6 separate regions of the Mus musculus genome follow, and regions 1, 2, 3, 5 and 6 are each linked to region 4. The links are chromatin contacts, called in public HiChIP or PLAC-seq and promoter capture Hi-C maps. All regions are on one chromosome and are shown on one strand. The core of a region is the stretch at or near the end of the contact, and the rest is flanking DNA. Distances in the headings are between cores, read along the strand shown.

The links. Promoter capture Hi-C pulls out the DNA fragments that hold promoters and counts their contacts. HiChIP or PLAC-seq counts read pairs in DNA pulled down with a chosen protein or histone mark.
Region 1: a contact with region 4 is called in a FOXA1 HiChIP or PLAC-seq map of pancreatic cancer cells. The contact joins the enhancer-like site here to the promoter of Lpp in region 4. A contact is called at or near these places in 3 of 39 promoter capture datasets (the 3T3-L1 cell line, 3T3-L1-derived adipocytes and hippocampal neurons) and 2 of 115 datasets of contacts at active chromatin or transcription factors (large pre-B cells and pancreatic cancer cells).
Region 2: a promoter capture Hi-C map of pre-B cells shows a contact between it and region 4, with 2.0 times the contacts expected there. The contact joins the enhancer-like site here to the promoter of Lpp in region 4. A contact is called at or near these places in 9 of 39 promoter capture datasets (3T3-L1-derived adipocytes, the C10 cell line, cranial neural crest and 5 more), 3 of 484 Hi-C or Micro-C datasets (bone marrow-derived macrophages, myocytes and pro-B cells), 6 of 115 datasets of contacts at active chromatin or transcription factors (bone marrow-derived macrophages, craniofacial prominence, forebrain and 2 more) and 2 of 9 other capture datasets (embryonic stem cells and macrophages).
Region 3: a contact with region 4 is called in an H3K4me3 HiChIP or PLAC-seq map of bone marrow-derived macrophages, with 3 times the contacts expected there. The contact joins the enhancer-like site here to the promoter of Lpp in region 4. A contact is called at or near these places in 4 of 39 promoter capture datasets (the 3T3-L1 cell line, hippocampal neurons, liver and 1 more) and 7 of 115 datasets of contacts at active chromatin or transcription factors (the 230-238 cell line, bone marrow-derived macrophages, embryonic basal ganglia and 4 more).
Region 5: a promoter capture Hi-C map of 3T3-L1-derived adipocytes shows a contact between it and region 4, with 10 times the contacts expected there. The contact joins the enhancer-like site here to the promoter of Lpp in region 4. A contact is called at or near these places in 12 of 39 promoter capture datasets (the 3T3-L1 cell line, 3T3-L1-derived adipocytes, the C10 cell line and 7 more), 5 of 484 Hi-C or Micro-C datasets (the 3T3-L1 cell line, 3T3-L1-derived adipocytes, brown adipocytes and 2 more), 9 of 115 datasets of contacts at active chromatin or transcription factors (bone marrow-derived macrophages, craniofacial prominence, embryonic forebrain and 5 more) and 1 of 9 other capture datasets (embryonic stem cells).
Region 6: a contact with region 4 is called in an H3K27ac HiChIP or PLAC-seq map of heart atrium, with 5 times the contacts expected there. The contact joins the enhancer-like site here to the promoter of Lpp in region 4. A contact is called at or near these places in 6 of 39 promoter capture datasets (the C10 cell line, cranial neural crest, liver and 3 more), 1 of 484 Hi-C or Micro-C datasets (Sertoli cells), 11 of 115 datasets of contacts at active chromatin or transcription factors (the 230-238 cell line, bone marrow-derived macrophages, embryonic basal ganglia and 7 more) and 1 of 9 other capture datasets (embryonic stem cells).

What each region holds. Positions count from the first base shown.
Region 1 is chr16:25,375,166-25,378,828 of GRCm38.p6, reverse strand. All of the region lies in intron 4 of Tprg (transformation related protein 63 regulated), which reads right to left. Among named protein-coding and RNA genes, the nearest start is that of Tprg, 90 kb to the right of the region's middle. Within about 2 kb of position 1,933, at least 33 of the 459 cell types and tissues checked have an H3K27ac peak or open chromatin away from gene starts, as enhancers often do. A contact at or near this core is called in pancreatic cancer cells, where this site is marked.
Region 2 is chr16:25,246,893-25,250,552 of GRCm38.p6, reverse strand. No RefSeq gene overlaps it. Among named protein-coding and RNA genes, the nearest start is that of Tprg, 38 kb to the left of the region's middle. Within about 2 kb of position 1,567, at least 72 of the 459 cell types and tissues checked have an H3K27ac peak or open chromatin away from gene starts, as enhancers often do. A contact at or near this core is called in bone marrow-derived macrophages, pre-B cells and pro-B cells, where this site is marked.
Region 3 is chr16:24,989,658-24,993,641 of GRCm38.p6, reverse strand. Lpp (LIM domain containing preferred translocation partner in lipoma) reads right to left here. Exons shown (of 13, transcript NM_178665.5): 13 at 1,064-3,984. Among named protein-coding and RNA genes, the nearest start is that of Gm52245, 50 kb to the right of the region's middle. Within about 2 kb of position 1,446, at least 21 of the 459 cell types and tissues checked have an H3K27ac peak or open chromatin away from gene starts, as enhancers often do. A contact at or near this core is called in bone marrow-derived macrophages, where this site is marked.
Region 4 is chr16:24,391,984-24,396,118 of GRCm38.p6, reverse strand. Lpp (LIM domain containing preferred translocation partner in lipoma) reads right to left here and starts at 2,769. Exons shown (of 13, transcript NM_178665.5): 1 at 2,515-2,769. Lppos (LIM domain containing preferred translocation partner in lipoma, opposite strand) reads left to right here and starts at 2,464. Exons shown (of 2, transcript NR_037954.1): 1 at 2,464-2,765; 2 at 3,012-3,563.
Region 5 is chr16:24,932,356-24,936,022 of GRCm38.p6, reverse strand. The region is part of intron 10 of Lpp (LIM domain containing preferred translocation partner in lipoma); the gene reads right to left. Gm52245 (a long non-coding RNA gene) reads left to right here. Exons shown (of 3, transcript XR_003951917.1): 2 at 1-112; 3 at 2,902-3,408. Among named protein-coding and RNA genes, the nearest start is that of Gm52245, 7.2 kb to the left of the region's middle. Within about 2 kb of position 2,137, at least 74 of the 459 cell types and tissues checked have an H3K27ac peak or open chromatin away from gene starts, as enhancers often do. A contact at or near this core is called in 3T3-L1-derived adipocytes, bone marrow-derived macrophages, brown adipocytes and 2 more, where this site is marked.
Region 6 is chr16:25,009,362-25,013,087 of GRCm38.p6, reverse strand. No RefSeq gene overlaps it. Among named protein-coding and RNA genes, the nearest start is that of A230028O05Rik, 48 kb to the left of the region's middle. Within about 2 kb of position 1,382, at least 82 of the 459 cell types and tissues checked have an H3K27ac peak or open chromatin away from gene starts, as enhancers often do. A contact at or near this core is called in the 230-238 cell line, bone marrow-derived macrophages and heart atrium, where this site is marked.

The DNA.
Region 1 (3,663 bases), core at 684-3,183, 980 kb before region 4:
AAAGCTAAGCAAAAATATTCTAGAAACTCTGTGCCCTGTCTTATGGTATGGATGCTAAGTGTTCTCAGGAGGGCCATGTGGTAAAAGCTTGGCCACAGCCTATAGCAGTTCTTGGACATACTAGAACTTTCTGGAGATGGACCCAATAAGGTGGAGTTAGATTACAGGGACACCACCTTGAACTTTGCCTCTCCTCTTTTTGCTTTCTGGTGACCATGACCTGAGCAGACTTCTTCATCAAACACTTCAGCCATGGCTGCCTCATCTCAGGCCTCAAGACATGACCAAGAGATGACATAAACTATAAAAACTGAGCTAAAAATAGATCTTTTCTTTTTTTATTTTAAGTTCATTTAAGTATTTTCCTGAGTGGACAGCCGGTTGAGACACCCTCAACACCTTGGGCCTGGTGAAGTCTGCGTGATACTATCAGGTTCCATGCCTCAATGAAGAACACCTTCTATATTTTACACATGAGAACCTCTAAAAAATAAAAAAAGATCAGTCTCACAAAGCTTAACTTCTATAAATATAGAACTGCCCACCCCAAGTCCACAGTGATGTTGATCTGGAAATGCATCCAGTTTAAAGACATATAATTACATTCTGGGGCATTTTTAAAGAAAAAAATCATTTCTGTGGCCAAACTTAGGAACTGTATCCCATATCCCAGAGGTTTCACTCCAATGGCTGTGAGTAGCCCTCTGTTTCCCAATAGCTACAGGCAAACTGTCAGTCTAGCTAAATTAGATAAGGAAGGACGCTCATTTCCTTGGACTTCAGACCAATGAAAACCTTTCAACTATAAGAATTTTTGCAAGAAAGGATTTGAAGTAGCAAGGCATCTGTATCTCAAAATAGGCTGTCATCAGGCCATTTTCAACATATATTTTTTTTCCTTCTGGCTTCTAGACAAACACAACACGATTTCCACATAGGAGTGGGCAGACAGCACCTTCGTCATAGTCTTTGTGCTGGTCAATGGAAAGACCTTGGGGGCAGCTTCCAATATGCCTGGGCACGTTCACAATTTTTGTGGCTTTTCTCAACAGTGTTTTCCAGTTAAGAACTGTGAACATTTCAACCACAAGCTAAGGGCCCCCCAATAAAGGTCTATGTCATGGAAGATGGGGTACACTGAACTTTAAGAAAGCCAACACTTAGGAAAGATAGCGATTTTTTTTTCTAGGCTAATCAGTGGGGAAAAGAAAGAGAGACGGAGACCAATTAGACAGCAAGGACTGAACAACCTATTCCGATCGTCTCCTCCATCCATCTTTGTGCAGGGACAATAGTAATAAGCCTGGGTTGAGAACTCGTGTCCCCAGTCTTCGTGTGACCCCCCCCCCCCCCCCCCAGAATGTGCTCTTTGTCACTGTCTACCAGGATAATCAGCTCAAGGAGGACTGAAATGAAGGAGAGAGTGAACATTTTTCAAATTCTGGATCTTTGGAGAATCCTTCCTGTAGCCTCCTCTGAGTGAGCCCCCTTCACTCCTTCTGTGCCACCTGGGTCACAAGTATCAGCATTTGCCACACGCCGTATACTTAATACTTCTCCAATCTCACCGTTTGCCCCGGAAAAACGAATACTTCACACATTGCTCCCCAGAGCTCAGCTCTGGCATGCTTGGCACACTGCAAGAACTGAATAGATACTGAATTAATGGGCTGACTCCTAACTCCATGGAGATAAGGAAGAGAAGGGGGAGGAGGGCGACTCTTAGAGAAGCTGACTTCCACTTCACTCAGGGAAAATCATGACAAGCAAAGTCTTCCCCAAGTCAATTCTGTTTTACCAGAAGTCCTCTGAGGCTGGACAACTAACAGTCCGGATGCCCGAAAAGGGAAGTCTGCTTTGAATGGTCACCAGTTTACTGATTCTGTGAGTATTCCATTCCAGGCCATTAGCCTCCTGGTTGATCTATGAGAAGAGTCTCTCGCGCCACCTTCCTGTAGGAGGCGGTACTGTCTCCCAGGTCTGTCAGCATCTGAGCTGGCTACTGAACTCCACTGAGCTCTGGCAGTAAATTTAAAGAGAGAACTTTGAGCAGGAGAGGTCTGCGGTTGGGAAATCATCTTAATCATCCACGATTGAGCGGATTTGATTAGAAGAGTGATCTCAGCAGTCAACATGAAACCTTACACAGACAGTAGGAGTCTCCGATGCATTCCCAGAAGAAAATCCCCGCAAATGAGATCTGAAAATCGGTCATATCCCCTTTTTCTTTTTTTTGAACTGTCACTTTATGGATTCGAAAGGAAATTCGTGTACAATCACAGAGCTAGTGCCTTGTAGAGTTGGCACAAAATTCAGCTGATTACAAGGCCAGAATTCATTTCGTTGCCCAATGCTGTGGAGCCCACTATAATATAACACTTAATTATACAGGTTTGGCAATACAAGCCAAAGCATATCCCAAACATAATAATAGATGCTTAAACTACATATGGGAAAAGCATGCTATAACTTGGTTAGCCTATGACGTGAAGACATTCTGAAGGGACTGTTTGCACTGTTTTCCCACCAAGGGCTGAGTTGTACTCTTGTACCAGGTGGGGAGGGTTAACTGTGCTGTAAACTGTAAAACACATGATCTCACCAAGAGTCCAAACCAAATTCAAGAGACTGCATATGAGCAAACCACTAGGCTTTCCAATAGAGTACCTGCTTACACTGACCAACATCCCTGAAATGCTGTTATTAATTTCCGTCTTTACTGATGAGAATTGGCTGACAAGAAATAAGAGTCAGTATGTGAAGCCACTTTGCTTTGTGATCCAAGCCTGAGTTTTCCTGAGTAGTCAGGGCCCCACAGTTGTTTATGTCTCTGTAACTGTAATTTTACCTAAGTTGCTTTGCCCTTCTGGGTCTTATATAGTCTCTATGGGTCCCTCTATCTCCAGAATTTTTCTGACACAAATATTATGATTGGGAGAAAAGGATTTATAGGTCAATAATGTAGAGAAGTAATGAAACAGTTTTCTTTGAGGCTGTAACCCCTGGTGGGTCAACCACAGTCCCCTGGAAAGTCACATTTCCAGGACTACATGGCAATGCAAATTGGACTTGATGGGTTTAAATTAATGAAGAGGAAACAAAGTTAGGTGAGTGGGAAAGGTCTGGGAGGAGTCGGGGGAGGGAGATGAATATGTTTTGTGAAATTCTCAAAGATCTAATAAAAATGGCAAAAAACAAACAAACAAACTAAATGCAAGCACAATGGCCAGGAGAGTCAGTTCCTTTCTGCTAGATTCCTGTAACAGCTTATAACAACTGAGGGACCTCAGTGAAGGAGCAAGATGGCCACTATGTTTTATGTGCATGTGGACGAGCTTCAGTTATATACCATTATGGGTACAGCTGCGGCTGCAGCAGCCATCACCCTAAATGGAGCCAGGAATCAGCAGTTCTGAAAGATGCACAGCCTCAACATAACAGGGCCATTTCAACTCTGTACCCTAGAGCCTAAGGCTGTGCCTCTCCTTTGATGCAACTCAGAGAACTCATGTGTAAAGAAAACAACCCATCTCTTTACAGAACTGTAAGTGTAGTGGGAAACACCCTACACAGCCTAGCAACAAAGAGACTCAAGATGTCCCAGTATTTACTGTTTAGATGGTTGTTTCATAACAAGTGTCCTCAATTTCTTTATAAAATTCA
Region 2 (3,660 bases), core at 318-2,817, 860 kb before region 4:
GGTGACTCACCCACCCTCAGACAGGAAGCCAGGGCACAGCTGCCTGACAGAAGTTCAGTGTTGCAGGGATCCCAAGGGCCAAGACTCAGGGTGAAATCAAAGCTGTGTGATAGCTAACACCAAATGTCAATTCGACCAGAACTTGAGTCGGTATGGAAACGATCCTTTAAATAAGTCTAGATTTGGTTCATTGAGGTGGAAAAAGACACCCTGAAAGTGGAAGGTATGATTCTATGGGCTGGGGTTTCGATTTGAATGAAATGAGAAAGTGAGGTTGAACATCTTTCATTATGCCTGCTTCCTGATTACAGATGTAATAGGACGCATCGCCTCCTGCACCTACCCTGCCACCATGGCCTGTGTACTCTGGAACTTTAGGTCTAAATTCATACTTCCTCTGTAGGTCACTTTAGCTGGGAATTTTATCACAGCAGATAGAAAAGCTACTAGCGTAGGTTGGAAAGGAAATGTGGAGCAAGTAGTGAACCTGTGTCAGTCAAAACCACCAATGTCAAACACATGGTGCAGGTAACTTTTCCCTCACTGCCTGTCCCCTATGTCTATCAAATGGAAATTATGCATTTGTCATTTTCAATCACCTGACTATATAGTTTTCCAGGTCCCATCTACTCAGCTCAATGACCTTAACACACACCAAAACATGTACTGGTAAAAAACATTTTATGTTGCTATCCTCCAGCGATTAGATCTATCGATGTCATCGTCTCTCCTATGTGCTTTCTAAGTTCAGGGGCTTACGTTGTGCTGGACAAGCATCCAAGTGACAGCAGATGTAGTTGGCCTTCCTGAGCTTGCTTCATTCTACCTCCCATGGTTGGAGTTCCCATCTTTCCGTAGTCTCTGTTTCTTGCCTCCCTGTTTCCACAGCATACAGAGTCCAGACCTTTAATGGCACTCAGGCTCCGACACCGGGTCCCATTCGTTCATTCCAATTTTCCATGTTCTTCTTCCTCACATATACACTAAATTTTAAGCTATACCCAGACTCAGTGTTAAAGTCTAAATTCAGGAGGCCAAACTGGCTTGTCTACCTAGTAGGAACCACTAGAATGTTCCTCTGTTCTGCCACACCCTCTCAGTCTCAGACTTGCCCTGTTGAAAGCATCACCTTCCTCGTAGTTTCAAAACACGTGCCCTTGCCTTCCTCCTACCTCCTTAGATGGCCCTTTGCCAATCTCTCTCTGTGCCCTGGAGTGTGAGCCTGGAGGAACAACTTGCATTACTTGAGATGAAATTAGATGCAGATGCTAGAAGGGAGTAATACTATAGAAAGAAGCAGAAGAAAAAAACAAACCAAGCATACAAACAAACCACCAGCTTTTGGCTTCCGATGAAAGTATGTCTACATAGCTTCAAATCAGAGCTGTGCGGCTGGTTCTCCAGAGTAGCACCTGGAACGCTGTTTACCAACCCTTTCTCTTGTCTGTTCAGTTGCTTGCGATGCTTTGAAGTCTGCAAAAACTACTATCTCCAATCAGAGCTGGGTTTCCTCTCCAGACAGGAAGACTGCCCTTCAACAGAGAAGCTATGCTTCTATTTGTGGTCTGACTATAGCTATGACTCATCCAGTCAAGCCAGAGGCTGTTTTGATCCTTCGCTGTCCAGAGTCTGTTTACAGTTGTAATTTTCTCTCTTTCCTTTCGTCTTGCTCTCTCCACTCTTCTGAATTATCAGAAGAGTCATACACATTTGACAAGTAGAACCTGTACAGGAGAGAGTATTACAAGTGAACACACTTTCTCATGACACCCACAAATAAATGCTTGTGTTTACAGGTCTGATGACGGAGTTCCAGTAATGACTTGGCCTTTTTTTTTTTTACTTGATTAAATATTCCCCTGGGCCTGCCAGTCTGGACTTCGGTTATTTAACGAGGACGTTGGAACACAACCTCAAGACGTCTGCAAAACTGACCTTTTCTTAAGGTTTACTCCCAGAGCAAAGTAAAGCTTGCGTTAGACTGGATGGCTCCGGGATACCAGTTTGTAATTCACGCTCCTCAAATCCCACCAGAACCACGGAGAACCATGGGGCATATGATGGAAATTCCACGTTGCACTTGGAGAAATGGAAATTAAAGAGGAGAAGGCAACTTGTCACAAGTCACAAGAGTAGTCACAACACAACAGTGTCTCACTGAAGGGCTTGCACTGAACATCGATCAGCTCGAGGTTGACTGTCCACAGTGTACAAACTTCCTGGGTCATTTTATGGCACTGCTATGCACTCTCTTCTCTTCTGCTCAGGAATGTCACTGGCTAGAGGGACCATGGACCAGAGCAGGTAAAATGAAAGACAAGCACAAAACTGACCTATTTTTTTAAGAGCTGTCTTACTGTTAGACTTGGACACGATACAGAACACTCTTAAGAGCCATGAGTGATCTGAAAGTGTACCACCTCAGAGGCGCCACACCTACCTCCTCTCCTCTAGACCTTCATTTTCAGACCATTCTCTACAGTAGAGTTAATTCACACTTACATGAAGTTTGAAGGAGAAACCAGAATCACCAAGAACATTTTAGCTATAAGGACTTTGTTCTGCTTGGGAGAATTATTGTATCCCAACTATGACACCTTATTTTCTTCAAAATAGAATTCAGCTGACACTTCTCAACTCTAATATTAAAGATTATCCTTTGGTACAAATTTTGCACAAGCTCACTGTAGACCATTCAGAATGCACACATATATTTTTTACACAGAAAGAAAATAATTTGTAAACCAAAGATCCCTATTTGCTACACCTATATTTAGTTAGAATCAAATTACAATAATTTGTAATTGTGTTATAAGAGATCTCCAGATCATTGAAAAATAAAATGTATACATGCACAGCCACACACATGAAATTCCCCAGTAGAAAGCCCTGAACTTTAAATGTAATCTTTTATAGAGTAGACATGGCTTATCAACAGCTGCCCTTTTGTCACCTTCAGGGTTAAGATCGATCGTGTTGGAGGGTCCCTGAGATCCTTCTCCTCAGCTACCACAAAATAAGTAAATAAATAAAAAAGGAAAAAACAAAAACAAAAGACAAAACCGATGAACTAGCTGAGGGTGTTATTGTCACATTTTAATTATTGCACTGCAACAAAGTGAAGAATTTGAAAGGCTTGGGCAACATGGGATAGATGGTTACTCTGCTTGCAGATGTGGAGCATTTCAGGAATTGCAGCAACTGCGGAAGTGGCAAAAGGGAAAGTGGAAACCCTCCAGAGTCAGACACGTTAGGTCCGCTGGAGCTTCAAATCCTCTGCTCAGTATCCAGCATCCTTACTAAAAGTGCTGTATGCCGCTGAGTCTCAACGTCCTCTTCTCTCAAATGCAGGCTCCTGAATCCCTTCCTGTTCCTCAAACTCAAGCCACCGCCTGCATTATATCAGAGTATAAATGACTACTCGGGGCATTTAATGATAGTGCTTAAATGCAGGGTTCAAGCCCCAACCTCATTAAAAGACTATTGTAGCTAGAATTAAACCCTTTGAGATTTTTATGGTGTTCGTGTAATGAAGTTGGTATGTTTATCAGCATTAGGGGTGTATCCTAAACAGTTCACATACTAATCTATAAACTGTTTCTTAATGCAGAAAGAGACATTCCATTCATCTATACTTGCACCCCAGGAATTACCAAGAAC
Region 3 (3,984 bases), core at 197-2,696, 600 kb before region 4:
CATAGAACAGAATGGGCTTGTCAAAGAGCATCAAGTGACTGAGAAGGTGAAGAGATGGGAAAGGAAAATTACATCATCCATGCTCCTTATGATTTCAACTTCCTGAATTTCCCCAGGATTCATGATGTACTCACCATGCATTCAAAGATGAACCTTCTATGTGGCAGCTTTAAAAACAGCTGCCTCTGTGAGAGCCCTCCTGCTCACAAATCTCAGATGTTTGACCAGGTGCTGGAGAGAGAGAAGGGCTTCTCTCCAGTTTTTGTGATGGGAGACTCAGTCATACTTTAGTAAGCTTATACCCTAAGGCTTAGTGCACTGGGTGTTTTTGTTTTCTTGACATCTGCTGAATGAAAAAGTGAACTTGTTTTTTTTTTTTTTTCTGTTATTCTTAGAATATAAATGAGGACAAGATGATGACAGAGCATGAAGAATGATTAAATGCCAAGTGCGTAAATGCGGTCTTGCTCCCTTGTATCTGATTCATCCATCCCTTTCTCCTAGAGATCTGTACTATCCACTCGCCCCACTTTGGATTATACCTGCATTCCTCATGGTGCCTAAGCAAAGAGTGATTGTGGTGTTTGAGAAATAGTCATAGTACAAGTGGAGAAAAAGTGTCAAACGAGGGTAGAATTCCACCAGGCCCACCTCAATGGACCTACTTACTTGGGTCTAGCATTAAAAGGCCACACATACACACTCATACACAGAGAGACATGTGTGTGTTCCCATACGCACACATACACACATACGCACACTCACAGACGTGTGTGTGCACGTGCGCGCGCGCACACACACACACACACACACACACACACACACACTTCTGCAGAGTTCAGAAAGAGGGTGCTGAAGTGGTTTGCGAACGTGTCAGAAGTTGAGCTCATTTGTGTTGATGGAGTGGGGGCTTCATGTTCTTGCAGCATAACTCGCTCTGAGAGGCATTCCCAGTCTCAGAGGACCATATGGAAAGCAACTGGTGAAAAAATGAATCACAGTAACTGGGCTTAAAAGGAAACAGAGATCATCTGACTCCGAAAGAATTCCACACAGAGGCAAGTTAAGTGGAATGAGAAGTTTATTGGATTTTTAAATATAAAGTAATTCTTTTACAGAAAAAACTGTGATTTTCATATTTATTCTCATTGAGCACTGGGGAAACACAATCAAAACTGATAGAATGTAAATAAAATCATGTTTTAATATAATTGAATAATGTGTAAATACAAAAGAAATTACCCAAACCACTTTCTTGTAACACAACTTCTGATTTTCAGAAAGGATTATGTGTGCTCCCGTGGGGATGTCAGCGATGGTTTATGAGACAGCAAAGATATGCAATTTGCTTACACTGTGAAAATACCAAGGCTCTGTCAGGATCATGCAGATGAACAATGTCATATCCTCTATGCGTCTGTGTAGCTTTTCCTAAGTTGGAAATGTTACTGAGTCTTGAGGCTGCTGCTGGTGAGGCTGTGATGGTGGCTAGCTAGGAGGAAGTGCCTGCTCCCAGGAGATAGGTTTAGCACAGGGAAAGCCTAACAGCTTTTCTCTCCTGTCCTTACCCTGTCCCATTAAACATGACTTAGCTTTCATATCAAGCTCTCTCTCATGGCCACAAGTCACCAGACTGAAACTCAGAGCAAGGCCACACTGTGTCTGTCTCAGTTTGTTTGTTCCCAAGGAGGAGTACCTGTGTATCCCAAAGACTTGAGGACAGCACACAAGAGATTTTAGAATTCTTTTCTAGCACTGAAATCTGATCAGGTCAACAGCAGAAAATTATTAGTGTTGAGATTAGATAGAGATCAAAAGATAGGTAACAGGAGAAATGGGAAAAAGTACTGCCCACCTCTAAAAAGAAAAAAAAAAAATCAACCTGACTCCAATCATGACGTTCCTAAAGAAGTACGGCCATAGCCCTAAAGCTACTCACCAGTCCTGTTCCTTCAGATCTCGTGGGTTGCTGGGATCATACTGGGCAGAGTGGCAGACAACCACGATGGCACTAAATCTGTCTCCCACAGTTTGTCCCCTCTACTTGCATTTGGTACAACTGAGTAGGAGTGGTGGCATTTCATGGTAGCTTGGTGACCACTAGGGCATCACTAATGTCCTTTCAGGAAGGCTAAGTGGATGGGGCGACACATCTTACTTTCCTCACAGGCATATTCAAGGGAATATGGAGCCAAATGACTTAGAAGGAAAGGAAGCGACTTGGCAAGTGTAATCTGCCAGCTGGTTGAGTCAGACGACACATTGAGAACAATCTTTTTTGGAATCATGTCCTCCGTTCAACCCTTGTACGATCATACGGTATCTCCATGTACCTCAGCACATCTACCTGGCTCACCTCCGAGCACGACTGCTGGGTAACCACTCACCCTCCCAGGCTATGCTGCTGCCTCCTCAAAAATACCTAGAGTTCCTGTCGCTGACAGAGAGAGCTCCAGGAACAAAAGCCCTCAAATAGCATGGACTGGTATTCTTAGGAGCTGGAGTAAAAATGCTTCAAGGAGCTGGCAGGGATGCCTGGCCCCCTGAGCTTACACTCCCTATAGCCAAGACGTTAGTTTTCTCTATGTTAGCCTGTAAGATAAAAGAAACCTGCTGACACTCAAAACTTAGCAATACTTAGTTTTTAAAACACACATGACACATATTAATTGCCTTTCCCTCTCCTGATGAAATGTTCATGATTGTATTATTTCCATGAAATACGGGTTCCTCAGCAATTTGCCACTATTCCTGGGATATAAATGCAAAGTGGCTGTGTCAGCAGGAAGTGCAGGAGACTCTTGTTTTAGCCCATTTCATGGTAGCCACTGAAGGGGAGATTGGAAATGAGCCACCCTCTTCAATTTGGCGATGCTTCCTTATCTCAGCACCTACCCCTGCTGATGGTGTTTGTGAAGCCCGAACAGTGTGAGTCCGGGTACCGTGTGTACATACATATGTAGGAATAACGTTTACGTTGCTCAGAATAGGCACTCTTTGAAGGCAGCACATCTAAAAGTAAAGTTAATAGAGCCTATATTTAGCACCCAACTTCTCACTTTGCTGATGTGTACGCTGAACAGAAGATCACAGATTTGAAATCAGTCTCGCAGAGGCCGGAGTCGGGAAATGGCTATATTCAGAGCTGGGAAAGTCTTGCCAACTCAACTGAAGCTGTTAAAAAGGCAGAGTTGGAGAAGGTGCAATCATGTTTCTCAAAGGTGATGGCACAGAAAGAGAAAAGCCTGCGACAAAGCCATGGAATAAGAAGCCTGTGCGAGCAGCTCAGGCAAGATTACTATCCCTGGGCTCTGTGCCTTTGTGTAACGTCTACTTTGTGGCAAGGGCTTACTACTTAGAAAGTTCACCTCATAATTGCACACATGCCCATGCTTAGCGGTAAAGAAAGAAAAGCCCCAAATCTGTTAAGTAACGATAAAGGCATAGATCCAGACAAGGCAATGCAAAACCCAGGCTAAGTCACTTCGCGGAGCCACCACAGAGCTCAGTGCTCCCTTCCGCTGCACAAAACTTGGCTTCTAAGTTTCAGGTTTTGCGTAAGGCACATAATTCCACACAGCATTCTTAAGACAAGAGCCAGACAGTCATGTGCCATCTATAATTCTATTTTCTCCTTGACATATTTTCTGGAAGGGAGTAAAGACTTGACTCCAACGCTTAGAGGGGAACTCTTCTACCCTTCATTCATGAGGAAAGATGTCTTAGGTAGTCTGCTAGTGTCCCCAGGTGTCCCAAGTGCACACATGGGTAAAGGACAGTCACTGAGAAATGATTTTGCTACTGCTTCCCTGCCAAACCTTTTTTTTTTTTTTTTTTTTTGATTAGATCAGTCTCTATTTCATCTGGGACACATATCAGTTTGGAACACATATCACTTGAAGTAGAAGGAAGGTCCAGGGTAATTCAGTTTGCCAGTGAGCGATTGAGGTCTGTGGCACTATGGCTTTTGGTAGTGTAATCCCA
Region 4 (4,135 bases), core at 1,520-4,019:
TTAAAACTGTGACTATATGATGTGTATTGTTATCAACTTTAGAATAAAAACTTGTTCAATTAGGATACATTTTTAGTTAAAAGGCAATCACATTTCTCTCTTTTTTTTTTTTTTTTTTTTTCTTTTTCAAGACAGGGTTTCTCTGTATAGCCATGGCTGTCCTGGAACTCACTTTGTAGAACAGGCTGGCCTCGAACTCAGAAATCTACCTGCTTCTGCCTCCCAAGTGCTGGGATTAAAGGCGTGGGCCACCACGCCCGGCGGCAATCACATTTCAATGGTATAAAGACATGGAAAAAAAGGTGTATTTGAACTTATTTAATAAGATCGGTCTCAATAAAAATAAGAACCTGCCATACAATTTTTATATTTGACAGTGGTGGTACATAATAGGTCTTCAGCAACACATGCCAAGCAAATGAAACAACAGCCCATGATCATTTTCTTAAGCCAAATTATCACCTCTCCTTGAAACCGGGCAGCAGGAGGCTGCTTCTCGATGCCAACTCTCTAAATCATGTTCCTGCCTGCTCAAAACCCTCAAAAGTCATATGCAAACTAGATGGCCCGACATTCCTAAAGCCTTTCAGAATCATGTCTCTTCTCCCACTCTGGAAATGTCTACCTTTCTCAGAGGAATCACCTCCTCGCACAAGAGACTGTCCCTCCACAAAGGGTGCTACTCAGTCCTAGGCCTAATAACCAAGTCAGGAACTTGGCTTCCTCTCCCACTGCCTATGCCCAACTCCAAGGCCAGAGCTGCATACAAGGAATTGCAGGAGGTGGTGTTGGGAAAGAGAGGAAGGAGGGAGTTCAAGATAGGCAAGACAAGGCATTGCCCAAGCTCAGGACCCGGGTGTGTCCCCCTACCCTTCACATAGCTAATCCTCAATAGATTGTATTCTGGATTCCACAGGCTACCTTCCAAAGATTACATACAAGATACACAGTTTCCTCTTTAAGTGCCCCTTGGCATTGGCAAGGACACCAGGAGACTCCTGGGAAAGCAAGATTCTTACTGGGTTTCTGCACCAACATCCCCCACCCCACCTCAATCCAGCAGTGAATATGGGGCTAGCAATTCAACTTCTGTGGACCGGGGTCTACTTCCTGTTTGTAAAACTGAGAAAGGGTCCCGCTGGGAGAGGTTGACACACTCTACAGTAGCCCTGTACACTTTCCCTCTTCCCCTAAAGCTTGTCTGAAAACTCGCTTGTGCCGGGAATAGTGAAAACAGTGAACCATTAAGTCACTAACATCTTTGAGAAAAAGTTTTACTGCAGAGGCAAGTTTGCAAAGGGAGTGTATAGAAACAGGAGAGTCCCAGAAAGGATCCGCGGAGAGCTCTTGCCAGGCCTTCCTTGTGGGGGAGGGGAAGCAGTGGACCCCCTTCCTAAAGAGAAAGAAGGCCAGAAACAGTTTACACTGCCCTGTCCAAGTACCCAAGCCACAACTCCACTGACACGGTCTCCTGTCATACTCCCACCCCAAGCCACGAACACAATTCCACCCACGCCCACTCCCCACCCTTATTTAGCCTTCTCTGGTCTGCAGCTGCCTCCCTGACACGAAAGGCCTCGCCTTTTTTACTTAAGAAAACTCCCTATCCTTCAAAGGAGTCAATCACAGGCCCCTCTGGGATTTCGGGTCCGGCCATGGAGGCCAAAATAAGAAAAGTCCTTCCGCGAACTCCCATAAAAAAACCTGATCTTTGCGTTCTCTCCAGGATTTGGCCCTTCCTACTTTGAGTCAGGTTAGGCTCCTGCGTTCCAGTGAGCGCTCCCAGAGGGCAAAGTTTGGCCTCTGTAACCTACAGTGCTTAAAAGCAGTGGAGACTCCACAACCGCTTACAAAAAGATAAATTAATTAATAAATTTTTTAAAAAATTTTAAAAAGGCAGCAGGGGAGCAGAGGTCCGGAGCCACCGATCTTAACCTGGCTCCACCTTCCAGGGATGACTTCCAGGAAAGCCTGCCTCTCTTTGCCTCGCCTGCCCTGACTGTAAAATGGGAAGACTCCGAGTCACTGGGTCCCTAGGCCCTTTCCGCGGTGACAACTGGGATTCCACGAAAGCTCGAAGCCACCGGGCGCGGCCCCGCCCCCTGGGCACCCAGAAAGGCCCGGGCCGGGGGCGCGCTGGGGACTCCCGCATCCGCCCCTCCCCCACGGCGTGCACCCCCGCTTCCCGGCCGGGGACCCGCACTTCCGCGGCGGGCGGGGCGGAGCAGGGCGCCCCGCGCTCCCCACCACCCTCAGCGGCCCGTCCCCCGGGGGGTCGGGGGGTCGAGCGGCGCCCGCGGGCCGAGGCTGCGGGAGGAAGCCTTCGCTACGATACCTGGGGGAGGAGGTGGACCGGGCAGCGGCGGCCGCGACGGCTGGAGGCGGAGGCTCGGGCGGAGGAGGAGGTGCCGGGCACTCCCCCTCCCATTGTCCCGGCCCGGCCCGCGGCCCGCAGCGGCCCGCTCCGCCCGGCCCGCGTCCTCCCCGGTGCCCGGCCCCGCTGCCGGCCCTTACCTTGCAGCGGCCGGCTCTCCCCCGCCGCTAACGCTACTTATCCCGGGAAAGCTCGAGCGGGCCCCGGGAGCGAACCCACAGACAAAAAGTGAAACTTCAGCAGCAGGCCGGGAGTGGCTGCTGGTTGGTGCTCTCCCCCTCCTTCCTCCCCACCCCCTCCCCGCGGTCTCCCGTGCGGTGCCCTGAGCGCTGGAGGCTGACGTCAGGGGCCTGAATTCCTGACTTTGCCTGCACGCATTTGTCCATGTAAGGTATGGGGAGGCGTGTGCCCGCGGGCCGCCGCACTAGCCGGACGGGGAGGGGGCGCGGGGGGCAGCGGCGGCTCGAGGTGGGTGACCCTGGGCAATGCACTTCCTGGAGGAGGGGACGCGGGGGGAGGAGGGGGTACAGGGAGCATGGGAAGAGGAAGGAAAAGAGGGATCTGCCTCCACTGGAGGAAGAGGAAGGAGATGCAGGAGGAAGTCGAGAAACCGGCACAACTCGGGTCTGTTCTGCAGACGACAGATTGGAAAGCTGAGCTTGAGCAAAGAGATCCTGCCATGGAACACCCCACCCCCCACCCTAAGAGCCTCGTCGGAGCCCCGCCCAGGACTCCAGCAGGACTCAGAAGTCCGGGATGGTAGAGAGCAACTTCAGTTCCCTTCGCACAGGAGAGCTCCGAAGCTGGGACCTGACCCAGTCCTGCCCCGTGGAGAGGAGCCAGTATTCTACTCTTAGCTGGGTTTCCGCCTCCAGGCACGACCCGGCCTCTAACTGTGAGCTTAGACCCAAGTTAGAGCTAGGCAGATGACTTGACCCACTGAAGTGACTAACCCCAGTTCCTGGAAGGTTGTGGTTGACAAGCCTTGAGAAACAATGGCAATCGAGTGCTTCAGGGCAACTTCCTGTCCTTTGTTCAAAGACAAGAACCTTTGGAGTTTAACTTTTGCTTCCCAACCCTGCCCTGCCGGAAAACCAACCAGAAAGCTTGCTCTGTTCTTACAGCTTAAAAAAAGAAAATACACGAACTGGGTGAACTGGTTTGAATAAAGACAAGCCTGTTCTTGGAAGGTTGGGTTTGGATATTTTGTGTTTGATATTTGTAAAAGTGAGCAACGATGAGAACCCCTTTTACTAGGTTAAGATTCCGGCTAGGAGACACTGGAAGCCCTCTGGCCCTCAGTAGTGAACGCTTTTCATCCCGGCACAAGAGAGGTTTACATAGACACTGTCACAAACTAACCAAAAACACAGATTTGGGTGTGGGTGTGTGGGTGGGGGTGTGGGTGTTTCTATCCTGTATCCTTTGCTTTACCCCAGTCTCCCAAACAACTTCAACCCATGCTAATAACACAACCACCCATTCTGGTCTTTGATTGGGTTGGGTAGGATCTAAGGAAAATACCATAACATGACCTGCACAACACAGCTGTCTGAGCATGCCCCTGACCTTCCCACTCTCAAGCCACCTTCCACCACCGTGGGCCCTCACCTTCTACAGCCTAACTCAGTCATGCAGACAGAAAAAGTACACCAGGGACTTCAGGGGTGGGGACGCTCCAACGTGCCTCTTCTCCGGTTATATTTTGATGAACCTTTCGGACTAAGTGTCAAAGTACGTACTCCTGTACTTAACATGTAT
Region 5 (3,667 bases), core at 888-3,387, 540 kb before region 4:
GAGTCAGGAGAAATGGGGTACCAGGCATAAGCAACACTCTAAGGACCACTCACTTCCTTGTGTGAGCAACATTCAACCCCCAGAGAAACTAATAAACTACAATATTCTCAAGGTAAGACCTAGATTATTGCCCCCAAAGTTGCCCAAGAGTGGTTTTATAACCTTAATATGTAGGGATCAAGCATAGGTTAGATAATAGTGCTATCATGAGAAGAAATGTTACACTACTATTAAAATCCAGATTTTGAAAGGACACATCTAATAACATATTGGAAAATATCTTTAGGAGTAAAATACATTATATACAAATCTATAAACATGTCTAATATATGAGAATATATATTATATAATATATAAACAAATATATTTTGTATATGTGAATATATGACTGCAATTTCATTTTAAAAATCAGAAAGATAGGGCTGGAGAGGAAGTCAGTGGTCAGAGCACTTGCTACTCTTCCAGAGGACATTAATTTAGTTCCTAACACCCATGTTACGTGGATCATTGCCACCTCCAACTCCAAGGAACTTAACATCCTCTTCTGGCCTCCAAGGGCACCCATCCAAATGTGGCACACACACACACACACACACACACACACACACACACACTCATACACACACTGACACAAATCTTTTTGAAAACGGAAAGGGATGAGTTGGTTATTTATATTTAAATGTTTATGATTCAAAGTACATGTGAGATTACACGTGACTTGAAATGCAGTCCAGAATTGAATGTCTGTAAAAATATGAAAATCACAATGGAAACCACTGGAAACACTATGTTGTAGTGTCAGGATCACCCAGAGAGCTTTAGAGAAAACTGTCCTAACAGGCTTGACATAGTGCCTGTGCGTCAGCTCTGAAAATGGCCAAATCTAGACGTGAGCATCATCGTGCTGGCCAGGAGGATGGAAATGGCCTGGAACTCAGAGCATGTTCAAGAAGCTCAGAACTAAAGTCTAGCAGCGTGGGAAACAATATTGGTGCAGTGGAAATATTAGTAAGAGCTACACAGAAAGAAGGCTGGAGAGAAGGGTCAGGGGTTAAAAGCACACTAGAGGACTCAGGTTCAAATCCCAGCATCCACATGGAGGCTCACAACTGTCTGTAACTCCAGTCCTGTGAATCTAACCCCCTCTTCTAGACTCTATGTCCACAAAGCACTCAGGTGGTGTATAGACACATGCACAGACACAACACTCATGCACATAGACAATTTTTCCCCAAGAGCTTCATGGAAGGTAATGCAATCACTCTACTTGTCTCGTAACTACTCCTGAATGCATCACAACCTGTAAAGACACTGCATTCACTTTTTGATTGTTTTTAAACAGAAACTTAGATTTTTCTTAAAAATTTATAGAGAAGTGTTGTATTTTAATTCTCTGAAACATTTAGAGTGAGTTCAGCTTAGTGGTCTAGGTTCACTCCACGGAAAGTTAAACTTACCAATAATAATGATGATGATGATAGTAATAATAGTAATAGTAGCAGTAGTAGCAATAATAGTGATGACAATGATGATAAACCTTCAAGAATACTGAAAATAAAAACTAGTCTTCAACTCAATGGTAGCACACACGCAGCACACATGGATCCAGTCCTGAAGTCAGGACTTTCTGATAGGACAATTCCAGGAAATTGAGCTGGGGATCTGCTAAGGTGGGTGGGCACATTAGTGAGGAAAAGCAAATGTGAACAATAGTGTAATAGTTCACACTGGGAGTGTGAGCACACCGGCTCCTCCTCTTACTAGCCAGCACACAGCCTTGCCCAAACAAGACAGAAAGATACGCACTCTTTGTTTTTGCAGTCATAACTTTTAAAGTACAATTTGTAAATATCTGACCTAAAATAATAACAACATGGACTTTTCTGTGTCTCCTCTGGCCTTTTATCTGTTGAATTCACACCCACTACACATGAACATTCAAATTTACATTCCAGTCACCACCATAATGAATTTCTAAAGGGAAATTTTTTGACCTTTAACACATAGGCAATGATTCACTGCTGACAGGGCTTAATGTGATGGATTTAGAAATCTGATTACCACACTTCCTTGGGAGACTCAGCTCAAAACAAAACTAACCCTGTTGCACAACAGTAAAAATGAGCTCCGAGTCTTGTGGATTTGCATGTGTAGCTGAAATCACAATGCGCAACCTTCTGAGACCTCTCATCTACTGCGACTAGAACAAGATCTTCCTTTTCTGATAAAATGCCAGTTTGATCTGCTTACTGTTTAGCAGCTGCAGACAGACTTTTATTCAGGCTGCAGTAGCACACTCAAAGCTTTCCGATCAACTGGAGAGTTTGCTCTCAAAATGCTCAGCTGCTTGGTCTCTACCTGGCTCTTCCATTCGTCCTCTGCCCTCTTGCCCCTGGGATTATGACTACGCATGTGTCAATCTTCCTGCCTTCACATCTTCATCTAGGGTTCTTATCCTTGTCCCCTCTTTCCCACTAACATCATGTGCCACAGACCTTCCCATCCTCCCTGAGGAAGTGTCGCCAATTACCCAGTTCGAATAAATGCCTTCCTCGTGCAATCTCTATGTCCACTTAAATGCTTTCAAAATCGGCTTTTATTTATTTTACAACTTTTTTTAAAAAAAAGTTTCCTTCTGACAGATTTCCAGAGAGCCAGATGTTGCACACAATAGGCTTTCAGGTATCTTTTTAAAAGTGGGATTCTACGAAAGTGGTTCTTTAGAGACAGAGATGAAAACCCTCGTAGGTTTTATAAACACACACACACACACACACACACACACACACACACACACACACACACACAGAAATTCATTAGAGATAAGGAAAAATTAACATCAGTCAAATTTGCATTAGAATCAGAACAGTCTCATGGCAAGTTATTTTTCTTGTCTTTCAGAAGTCAACTGAACTGAACACAGACTTGGCCCTTTTGGTTGGGAAGAATGCTGACACACAATATTGTTCACAAGGAGTTGGGTGCTTCAAGGACAATGACATTTGTGCATGGAAACGCCTACCTTCCACTTGCCCGGAGGCCGATTGTAAACATGTTAAACAGTTTGCCCAAGGCACTCTATTCCAGACTGCCTGTCATATAAACAACATTAACAGTTTTGCTGAAGAGAATAACTAAGTGATTCTCACCTTACTTTCTACTTTTTCCAGGACTCCAGAGTAATATCTGTCCAGCTAGCATGAACTATGAAACCCTAGCAATTGCTGGGAGGCTCGAGGGAGGAAATAGCTAAAGGGAGAAAAGCAGTCACTGAAACTGCTACAGACACAAGTGAAGATGTCTTGACTGCCAAAAGAGACTCCCTAGGCTTCCCACATTATTATTCATAAGAAGAAGGAAGCTGCCAGGCCGGCAGTGAGCACACCTTAAATCTCAGCATCGAGAGGCAGCGGCAGAGGCAGAGGCAGGCAGATTTCCGCGAGTTTGAAGCCAGCCTGGTCTACAAAATGAATGAGTTCCAGGATACCCAGAGTTACACAAAGAAACTCTGTCTTGACAAAAAGCAAAAACCCAAACCAAACAAACAAAGAAAAGAAAGAAAAGAGAGGAATTAAAGAACATTAGTTGAAAGTTAGGAAATTTGATACTCAGCAGGGTAAGCAATGAATTAAATCACTCTGTTTGCTGGGTTTTCATCTGTGTATGT
Region 6 (3,726 bases), core at 133-2,632, 620 kb before region 4:
TTGTCAATGCCATCCCTCTCTGAACCTATTTATTTAACCTGGAGTCCCAATTTAACATAGCAGATGATTCCCAGACCACACTCCTACTTGTGTTCTCAGATGAGGCCTAAGTCTTTGGACATATACAGCCTGCCAGCAACTCAGCGAGTTTTCTTCATAACTTGTCCCTTATGTGGTCCCCTGAGGCATCTTGCTGGAACTAAAAGGTAGCTCAAGGTCTGGCAGAGAACACAAGATCTCTGGGTATATCTACATTCCCCGGTATATGTCCTTAACAATTAGAGGTTGGCTCCTCTTCATTGTCTCAGGAAATCTTTCTAAGGGATGGGTGTCCATGGTCATCAAAGCATGTTTGCTTGGAAGTTCAATCAATTGAAGAAGTGGTTTATTCCACCCGCAGACTCATCGCTCCTCACGCACATTAGACTTAATTGGTAGCTGAAATCATGACGATTTAGCAGAGCCTCTGAATTTGATGGCTGTGGTTTCTGGGCCACCAGATATAGTTCAAAAGCAAAAAGCAATCATCTCTGCCATGAAATGAGTCCTTCCTTCCAATTCCCAGAGAGCTGAAAAGTCCTGTAGGGGCTGGATTTTTCTTTGACCCTCAAACTAACGGAAACTCATATGTTATAGATATGACTCACTGAGAGAAAAAGGAATTCCAGACTTGCAAAGGGCTAAGGAGCTTCGGTTAATTTTACTGTGTGTGTGTGTGTGTGTTTCCTCTAGAATGTTCTTTTTCCCAAGAAAATGAGAAGGGCTGAAAGTCTTGCAGAGAGATTTTTTCCCCTTTGCCAAAGGATTACAAGCTTTCTATGCAAGTAGCAATGTACAGTTGAGCCTAACTGCCACCAGTGAGGGCAAAGGGGAGCTGAGGTAGCTTATTGTTTAGAGGAAAGCTTAACTGTAGAAACATATGGAGGCAATGATATATAGAAGTAGTTGATGTATGCATGTATGCATGCATGCATGCATGTATGTATGTATGCATGTATGTGTGTATGTATGTATGTATGTGTGTATGTATGTATCTATATTGTATGGATGCACATGTGCTACAAGGAACATGTAGAGATCATAGGACAGAGAGGACAACAGAGTGGGAGCTAGTTCTCTTCCTCCACCACGTGCACTCTGTGGTCTAAACTCAGGTTATCAATCTTAGAAACAAGGACTCTTACCTGCTGAGCCACCTTGATTCCCTCCGGTCACATATCTTTGGTTATGTATCCATAGTAACACTGGGGTGAGAGAATGAAACCACTCTGTCTCCCATGAGACCACTTTGAAAGAAAGGTGCCCTCCATTTCTAAGCCTGAAAGGCATCCCTGCTGCTGTGGTTTGGCTGACTTCATTTTCTTTCTGAGTAAAGTCATCACTAGTCATGTCTCCAGTGACTTAGTCCACACAGAGCATGGCTCTGAGCCTCTTTGGAGTGTGCAAACATCAGCCATCTCCCAGAGGACAGAACAAAGAACAATCTACAGGGAGGAGGTGGAAACTGTTAGCAGCCCCAAGGTAGGAGGACTTGTTTTTGAAGAAACAGCTGCTGAACAGAAGAGAGACTCCACATTCAACCACAGTTCCTTGGCTTGACGTCTTAGCAATCCTGAAAGCCTCAGAATAAAAACGGGAAAGTATAAGGGCCCTCTCCAGCTCACATAGGCAGTCTGGTCCTATTTGGGTTTCACTATTATTTATAGTTTTGGTGAATATCTCAGAACAATCACAGGGCTAAACTGAAGCATACTCTTGGGAGCTCGGAGTTCCAACTCCCACTTCTACTGTTTTTAGTCTCAAGTGGCTGTGACAAGAGGAAATCATTTTGTCCAGACAGTGAAGTAGAACAGCAGCCTGGAACTTTTCCATTGTGCTGAAGCAGGAAAAAAAAAAAAAAAAAAAAAAAAAAAACACGCCAGAGGAAGTAATATTAGTCAGTTTTTAGTCACACTAAGAACAATGGGGTAGTTTAGGTTGGCTTGACATCACTCGTTTGCATTCACTATGGCTCAGATGAAGCCACTCCAGTTGTGCAATTTCCTCCATGTTTGAATGAGTCAAGACCCCTTATGCCCTGTTACAATACAGAAAAGACCCCTTCTCCTCCCATTACCTTACAGAATATAAAACAGTTCTTCACGGGTCACAGGGAAAATATTTTTGCATACCAACCAACAAAGATCTGAAAGGGAAAAATAATGCAGTAGAATTTTGTCACCGTGGAGGTGACAAAGGACAAGAGTAAACCAGCCGATCATATTTTCTCCTGAGGAGCATAATTGATTTCTTCCTGCTCAGTGACCTCACAGGAGATAACACTCATCCCACAGAGACAGTCTTTCATTCATGTGTTTATTCATTCATGCATCTATGCAGTACATATTAGCTCAAGAACTTCATATGTCCTATATACGGGGCTGAATAAAACACAGTCTAGATGGAAATTTAGAAGTAGGAAATAACGTTTAGTTTTTTTCTACATATGAAAAAGCATATATCAGTGGTACGAAGATATGTAACAGGAAAAAATACTGTCATGGGCTTCATATATTTATTAATTTATTATTAAATTATACATACCATCAGCTGTTGTTTTTAACAAAATATCAATCCTTTGATTTTATCAATGAAGACTTGGAAGCCAGATGCTGGGGTGAAAGCCTGTTAGCTCAGAGAGGCAGAGAAAGGATCCAGCTGACCTTTCCTTCTACTTCCTGTGCATCTCTCTATCCATCTTCCTGACTTCCTCTTACTTGCTATATTTTTTTTCTTAATAATCCTATGTTCACTTCCTGTAAATTGGTCTCTTGCTCTGCTTCTTCATCTGTGGTTGAATTTATTTAATTCTATTTACAATATTCAAGCAGAAAACTCTTGGATTAAAGGTGTGTGCTAAAGCTGAGCCGCACCACAACTAAAAACAGGTTTTCCCAGTAAACAAGACAATCTCAGGGTTTATGGTGTGATCAAATACCCTGTAGCAACTGGCCACGAACATTTTCTTGAGAATCAAAAAAGCTAGAAAGAAAGCTGAAAGATTTCAGGCCATGTTCAGAAAGTTTTGTTATATTCTGTAGAAGAAAAGAGGGAGGGAGAAAGAGGCAGGCAGGCAGGCAGGCAGGCAGGCAGGCAGGCAGACAGACACACACACACACACACACACACACACACACACACACACACACACACACACACACAAGGGTGAGGTATAAAGAGTAGGAGAACAGTGGTGTCTACTTTGTGCCTTGGAAATTCTAGGCTGAAATTCTTAGAGAATTTGCCACATATGCCAAGGAGCATAGAAAAAGTCATGGAAATAGAGAATTTTGTGGTCCACATAGAAAGTTTTGTTTATTTTCTAATTGTTCTTATTCTAATTTACAAAAGAAGTTACATGTGGGAGAATGTGTGTGTGTGTGTGTGTGTGTGTGTGTGTGTGTGTGTGTGTGTGTGTATCTCGATATATAGATAGATATATCTCCTACCTAACTTCTGTGAATATTCTAAATGAAACGCACATATTTAAAGCTTAAACACTAACATCCCCGTATAAGAGGAAACATATAGTGTTTCTCTTTCTGGATCTAGGTTACTTCACTCAGGACCAGGAGGGAGAAGGAGGGAGAAGGAAGAGGGGACAGAGGAAGGAGAACTATAACACAGTGATATAATGAGGAAATCGAAACAAGAAGAATAAATGGAGTGGAACGAGAGGGCTAGGGA